2 separate regions of the Zea mays genome follow, and region 1 is linked to region 2. The links are chromatin contacts, called in public Hi-C maps. All regions are on one chromosome and are shown on one strand. Each heading gives the region's core, a stretch centred on a gene start, on an enhancer-like site or on the middle of the called end of the contact. The rest is flanking DNA. Distances are from core to core; before and after follow the strand shown.

What was found. A called contact is a pair of places that touch in the nucleus more often than the background predicts.
Region 1: a Hi-C map of leaf shows a contact between it and region 2, with 5 times the contacts expected there. The contact joins the promoter of LOC100279971 here to the enhancer-like site in region 2. A contact is called at or near these places in 2 of 25 Hi-C or Micro-C datasets (leaf and tassel).

Annotation. Positions count from the first base shown.
Region 1 is chr8:24,005,647-24,009,266 of Zm-B73-REFERENCE-NAM-5.0, reverse strand. It overlaps LOC100279971, which reads left to right and starts at 1,752. Exons shown (of 8, transcript NM_001152919.2): 1 at 1,752-2,029; 2 at 2,787-2,842; 3 at 3,149-3,273; 4 at 3,452-3,611. The coding sequence starts at 1,949.
Region 2 is chr8:23,739,171-23,742,787 of Zm-B73-REFERENCE-NAM-5.0, reverse strand. No RefSeq gene overlaps it. Among protein-coding and RNA genes, the nearest start is that of LOC103634952, 37 kb to the left of the region's middle. Within about 2 kb of position 2,122, at least 19 of the 20 cell types and tissues checked have an H3K27ac peak or open chromatin away from gene starts, as enhancers often do. A contact at or near this core is called in leaf and tassel, where this site is marked.

The sequences.
Region 1 (3,620 bases), core at 503-3,002, 270 kb before region 2:
GTCATTTTGGTGGGCTAGATACATCTGAGGTGTTTTAGCTGTGTTGCTGCTTTTGGCATGTGACCATTGTATATAAGCTTGACTTAAAAACTGCGGTTTCACTTGAGCTGATACTAGTGGAGTCTAATCTTTGCTTTCCTAGTATGATAGAATGTAGAGGTTAGTTCCGCTAGAAACTCTTTTTGGTGATGAGTTGTATCCCATCGTTGTGGTCTGTAATGACACTTATTCTATTTTCTAATGAAATAGGGGCTCTGCCCCTTCGTCAAAAAAGCGGCCCTAAATCTACCCCGAGCCGCCACCGCGAGGGAAACGAATAGGGGTGTAAACAGTACGGATATTATCCGACCATCCGACCGTCCGAAGAGGCTAATTATTCGGTTGGATAGTTTTTTCGGATATCCGCAGAATTTTCGGATTTTGGATTCGAATTCGGATACTACAGTTCGGATATCAGATACAGATATGATATGACTGATATCCGTCAGATTTCGGATATCCGAATATCTTCTCGGATAACTGTCCGGATTTTATATTTCGGATATCCGGACATCTACCCAGATATCTTACCAGATTTTATATTTCAGATATTCGGATAGTTACATGTGAAATCACCCTAAATATCCAAGTTTTAACATAATCAATACTTCACTTTATCATTTTCATATGGGGATTTGAGGTTTTGGTAGACACTAGATTATTTTATGATTTTAATTACATTTTGATGATTTTTTTAGAAAGAAATTAATAATACACAAATAGCCTTAGAAATTCATAAAATTTGACGGAGGGTTAACATTTGTCTACATAAAATTCTAAAAAATGTTTGGGCCATAAAGTCCATAAGATGCCAGTGATTCTTTTCATTTTCTTACACTTGTTATGTGAGTTACACGTGAAATCAGCTTAAGTATCCAAGTTTTAACATAACCTTTACTTCACTTTCTCATTTTCATGTAGGGACTTGAGGTTATCTTCTTATGGAATGTTTATTAGTCTTGATAACTTATTTGCAATTTTTGGTCGATACTATAATATTTTATGGATTTAAATGCATTTGATGATTTTTTGCAAAAAGAAATTAATAATATACAAATAGTCTAAAAAAATCACGAAATTTGGCGTATGAGTAACATATGTCCATATAGCATCCTCAAAAATATTTGAACCATAAAAACCACAAGATGTCATCAATTATTTCATTTCATTTCCACTTATTTGTGAAACCCGTAATGATTACATGTGAAACCACCATAATAATAAGTGAAACCACATATCATAATAACACGTGAAACCACATATCATAATTATCAATATTTTATGAATTTAATTGTATTTTAATGATATTCTACATAAAGAAATTAATAATACTCAAAATAGCCTTAGCATTCATGGATTTTTATGGAGGTGTAGCATATGTGCACATATAGTCCTCAAAAATATTTGGACTAAAGGAGGGGCTAAATGATTACAATTATGATATGTGTGGAATGATGTCTTACACGATATCCGACAAAAATATTCGTTACCGACGCTATCCGTGTCCGATTAGCTCCGTATTCGACCCACGACTATCTGTATTTGTATTCGAGAACATCCGTATTTGTATTCGTATTCGAAACTATCCGTATTCGAATTCGAATCCGACTAAAAATATGAAAACAAATATGATTTCATTGATATCCGTCCGTATTCGATCCGATTAACACCTAGAAACGAACACCCGCGCCGCGGCTTGCAGGGCGGGGTCCGCTGTCGTTGCATTGCGGATTGCGCTAAGGAAATAGAGGCGGGAGCGGGAAAAACCGCCCCGCCTGCCGTGGCTCCACTGCTCCAGGCCCCAGGCCCCAATCCCGAATTCCCGATCCCGCGCGCCCTCCTCTTCGTCGCCCCCTACTCGGCAGGAAAACCTAGGCGCGTGGGTTCCTGGACTTTCTGGTACGGGAGGATGGCGGGAGAGGCCGTGGACCAGTCGTTGCTCCACCTGCTGCCCCAAATCCATGCCCTCTTCTCCGACCCGCTTCGCGTGGTAATGATGGGCTCAGCCCCCGCTATATCACCCCCTCTCCGACCCCCTCGATTCCGTGGCGCGAGGTTAAGCTATTGCGTAGATTCCTGCGGTTGCGGGTGGTCGATGACATGGATTCTGCGGGTTTTGATCATTTGATGGCTCATTTTGCTTGGTTAGGGCGATGTGTTTGGTTACTGGTATGGGAATTTCTGATGATTATGGATGCTTGTTATGCTCCACTAGTGGTCACTGCTGATTGAGCGGGGAAATAGCTGCAAACTGCATTACGTGCTGCGTATTTGCTGATGCACTGCACTCTTCGTCGTTCGTAGAACTAATTAATAAATAAGAAAAGGCACCAGCCTCGTTGCTGCTTAACTCCTGTACAGTTTCGTAATCAATTAAATTAATGTTCCTTTGAAGCCTAGACACGATTTACTGAAACCTGTGTACGTCTGAGTTGTTACACCGATTGGTTTTAATCTGTCAAGTTCTGTTCATCGTGGTTATCTCGCAAATGATGGAAGAGAATAGATGAGATCTCTCTGTTCCAACTCAATAAATGATAACCCACAAGAGAATAGATGATTTTTATCCCTTGTTAGGAGTGACTATAGTAAGGAACACTGTTGTCCCAACTCAATATGATGAGAGCGATATGCCTTTGTTACTTGAGATTGTCGGTTGCTTGTCTAGTTTTCCTCCATTGTTTTTTTGTTGGAATTGTTTCCCAGTGACTAACTTTCCATCATTATATATTGTGCTTTTATAACAGATCTCGTACAAATGGCTTAGCCGTAACTTCTCTGTATCATCGAACGATGCCAAGAGGTAGTATTTCAGCCGTGTTAATATTTGCCCTGGGAAACTGTAATTTGAGGAGCATGACTTAGGCCATTCCCAGTGGAACTTTCATTGCACAGTTTCCAAAAGTGACACATCGGCTTTTGTCTATGAAATCGTGTATCCTGAGTTTCATCTGGATGAAACCCTTTCTCCTCTCACGAAACTCTCTTCATCTCTCTCATTATAAATACCGTGCCATGTCATCAAATATGGTGATGTGTCATCTCATTAATGAGAATGAAATTATGATGAAACTCTAGGTGCCTTATGCAGTTAGCAAACTATCTTCAGGTTGCTTCAGGAGTTTGTCGACAAACATGGAACCGACCTCCAGGTGATTTACAGTGTGTCAGGGTGGTTGAAGAGCAATCCCGAAAATTATTGTGTAAAGCTCGTTTCAGGCCCAAAACTTGAAGGTAATGCATGAATTTCTGTTCTTATTTATGGTACAGTTTCCTGATTTGTGGTGCTTCATCTAGGATATATTTGGATAACTAGATCTAAAATTTTCCTGTGTTTTCGCTTTCCAGTGATTTGCTTTTTTTTTCTTGTGTCAAATATCTTAGTTGAAAGGTCAATCTGTCTTCTATGCAGAAGCAAGGCATGGTTTCAAAGATTCTTGTTCAGTTCAGATCTACAGCATCCAGGCCTGTATTCCAAAAGATACAGCTGTGCTTTGGAATCATGAATTTGTGCAGGCAGAGGAGCTTTTCAACCAGCCTTTTGATGATGAGAACTGTTTGAGAGATAATAGGTATTGTTC
Region 2 (3,617 bases), core at 873-3,372:
TTTATCAGACACTCGGCGAAATATACTTTATTGAGTGCCACTTTCGACGAACTAAGACTCTCGGTACAGACCTAATTAACCAAGGGCACAACACTCGGCAAAGGAGACTTTGCCGAGTGTCAAGCTTATTTGCCGAGCACGCTGTGGTTGCGACCCTCGGCAAAGAAGCAACCTTTGTCGAGTGACTGCTAGAGCACTCAGCAAAGGCCTGGCAAAGGGGCCTACTGTTGCTCCCTTTGTCGAGCGTGCTACTCTAGCAGGCACTTGGCATAGACTTCATCACCGTCATTTAACGCCGTAATAGTGACTTTTTTTTGCCGAGTGCTCAATAAAAAGTCCTCAACAAAGAAGCCGTTGTCAATGTACAGTTTGTTAAAACTTCTTTGCCGAGAGTTACACCCTGCAAAGAGTTCGTCAAATGAGCAAGCAGGTGGGCAGCTATGTCTGGTAGTGGTACCTCGTGTTTTAAGGTTGGTTTACTCTCTACTGCAAGCCGTCGAGTGCCAGTTTCAGTGTTTTCACTGTTTTTACCACAGATGGTACTGAATTTGTCATTCATAGATCACTGCTACTAGTTCTATGAGATTGGTCCTGTTAATTAGTTTATCCATCAATCGAATATAGATTGGTTCTGTATTACTCCCTCCGTCAATAAATGTTTGTCGCTATGGTATTCGTGCTGATCAAATTTTATTAAGTTTGACTAGATTTATAGAATATATTAGCAACATCTGTATCTTTAAATAATTTTACTACAATAATAAATTTAAAGATCTATCTAATACTATAAATATTAATATTTTCTTATATAAACGTAGTCAAAGTTAAAAATTGTTGACTCATTGAAAAAAAGTAAGAACGACCAACATTTATAGTCGGAGGGAGTAGTACTGAAACATTCAGGCTAAAGCCCTAGCTACAAGATATTTGGCATGAAATGTGCTCAGTTAGGTGAGAAAAACGGCAGTGCGTGCGAATCCTGCCAGTTAGCTGAGGATTTCGTGCGTGCTAGAAGGGTGCACTGTCATTCTCCGATTAAAGTACTACACACCGTTGCCGGCGAGGAGGTGTCTGGGAGGGGGAGCACCGGAGCACCACGGAAGAAGGGCAGGCAGTGTATCAGATCTCAGAAGATGCAAGCCCTGGCAGTGGCAGCAGCAACGACAACGACCGACATGATCTCCGTGCAGTTCATGCAGAAGGTACGGCCGGCCGGCCGGCCACGAATTACCAGGAGCTCTCGACCATCCCGGCCTCTCTCTTGCTCGTGATGCTCGTTATAGGACAACGACAGTAATGTGGTGCATTTGCTGCTGTTTGATACTCTGACTGATGCAAATTAATGATTATGACGCAGCACAAAACTCTAATTAGGGTCAATAATATATATCGGTATACGCAGAATTTGGATCATAAATTCAACACTGCGGGGCACTAGGGTCTGGCCGTCGTGGTGCTGGTCTACTCCGTCGGCCACGCCACCGTCGCCTTTGCCGCGTGCGGACGCTTCCCCTGGAAGCAGGTCAGTGTCAACCAGCAGAGGTTAGGGGCTACGTATACGTGGCGGCGTCCTAATGTTGCTGACTTGCTGTGCGCCTGCGTACGTGCACGAACGCATGCGTAACGCAGGTGCCGTGCTACGCGGTGGCCCAGGGTGCTATGGGATCCACGCTGGCCAGCCTGACGCTGCGCCTGGTGTTCGATCGGCGGCGCCACGGCGCGCGGCCACTTCTTCGGCACGGCGCCGGCGGGGACGGACGCGCAGGCGGTGGCGCTGGAGTTCGTCCTCTCCTTCTACCTCATGTTCGTCACTTCGTCGTCTCCAGCGTCGCAACCGACAACAGAGCTGTAATTATTCATCGTCACCGAGATGTCTTCTCTTCTTTGTTCCATGCAATCGTACAGTCGTACGTCGTCAAGCCAGGCAAGCTCTTCGCCGGACAGGGTGGGTGTGAAGTGTGAACTGTGAAGCAGCTGACGCTTTGGCGATAGTGCGAGATTGAGATGGGCCCGTGTTCTGAGTTCTGAGATTTTTCTTTTATTTGGCGCGGCCCACAGGCCCATCACAGGAGCGTCGATGAACTCGGGGCGGTCGGACCTTGGGCCCGGCGATCGTGGCAGGCCGGTACACGAGCATATGGTTGGGCGCGTGGGCCTACAACAAGTCGCCGCTGCGCGAGATCACCAAGAGCGGCTCGTTATCTCCTCAGTGCAGCGGCCAGCACAAGTTAGCAGCTCGCTCAAACCCCAACGAATCTGCTGCTGGGCTATCTTACTACTACGGAGATACGTAGTGGATTGCTGGAGTTTGGGTGGTTGTCTGGTTGTTACCCACACTAGATAATGAAGGATGTTTGAATCTCATTCTTATATGTGTTGCTGATTTGGTTGGAGTCCAATGATGAAATGAAGATTGCGGATAAGGCTACAGCGAGAGCAATGGCTAAAGACGCGTTCATTAACAAAGGTACGTCTTACAATCTATTTTCTGTTCTTAATACTGATAATGTTGTTCTTATGGATGTTGCGCACGAATTAGGGGTTGAATTAGGATCTTCTGTTAATGAAGTTGTGGAAAATTTAGACCTGATAAAATCGTTAGAGCTTTCTAGGAAGAATCTTGTTGTGCAATCTGTTAAGTGTAATTTTGATCCTAACAAGGCAGTTATTCATGACTCTGATATGGATAATAGTGTCCATAATAAAGGAGAGGATAATGCTTTGACTGATCTTGAAAATGTGATGGTGCTCAGAAAAGGTCGCAAAATTCGCCACAAAAAAAAATCTGTGAGGAAAAAGAAAGACAACAAATCTCCTAAACATAGGAATATTCCTATTAAAAGGAGAGGTATGAATGAGGGGCTCACCCAAAGTTGTTCAGAATAATAGGCTTAATTTGGAATTGTCAGGGCCTAGGTAAAGATGTGAAAAGTGATTTCTTAAGAGATATTATTAGGAAAGAGAGAATTGATTTTATTGGTCTTCAAGAAACCAACAAAAAAAACTTTGATGACTCTTGGTTGAATTTTATTGGTGGCAATAGAAATTTTGCTTGGGTTTGGTCCCCCCCTAATGGGAGATCTGGTGGCTTACTCGTAGGGTTTGATGCTGACATTTTTGATGTGAGAGAAAAAGATTTGGGGGAATTTATGATTCGTATTCTGGTGATTCATAAGGAATCAGGCTTTATTTCGAACTTCATAAACGTGTATGGAGCTGCTCAAAATGACCAGAAACATAAATTTCCGAGTGAGTTGTCTGCTTTCTGTTCCAAGTGCTCTCACCCATGTTAATTGGTGGTGACTTTAACATCCTTAGGAATGAGTCAGACAAAAATAAACCTGGTCCAATAATAGGTGGAGTTCTTTATTTAATTCTATTATTGATATGCATGATCTGATTGAACTGGAGCTTAGTGGTAGACTTTATACCTGGTCCAATAATAGAAATCCCCCTACGTATGAGAAGTTGGATAGATTTCTTGTTAGCCCTGAGTGGGATTTGCATTATAATAATGTAAATGTTTCTGGTCTCAGTAGATCTTTTTCTAATCATGTGCCTTTATGTCTCAAAACTGATTTTGCTCCCCCTTTAGTGAGAGATTTTAGATATAAGTT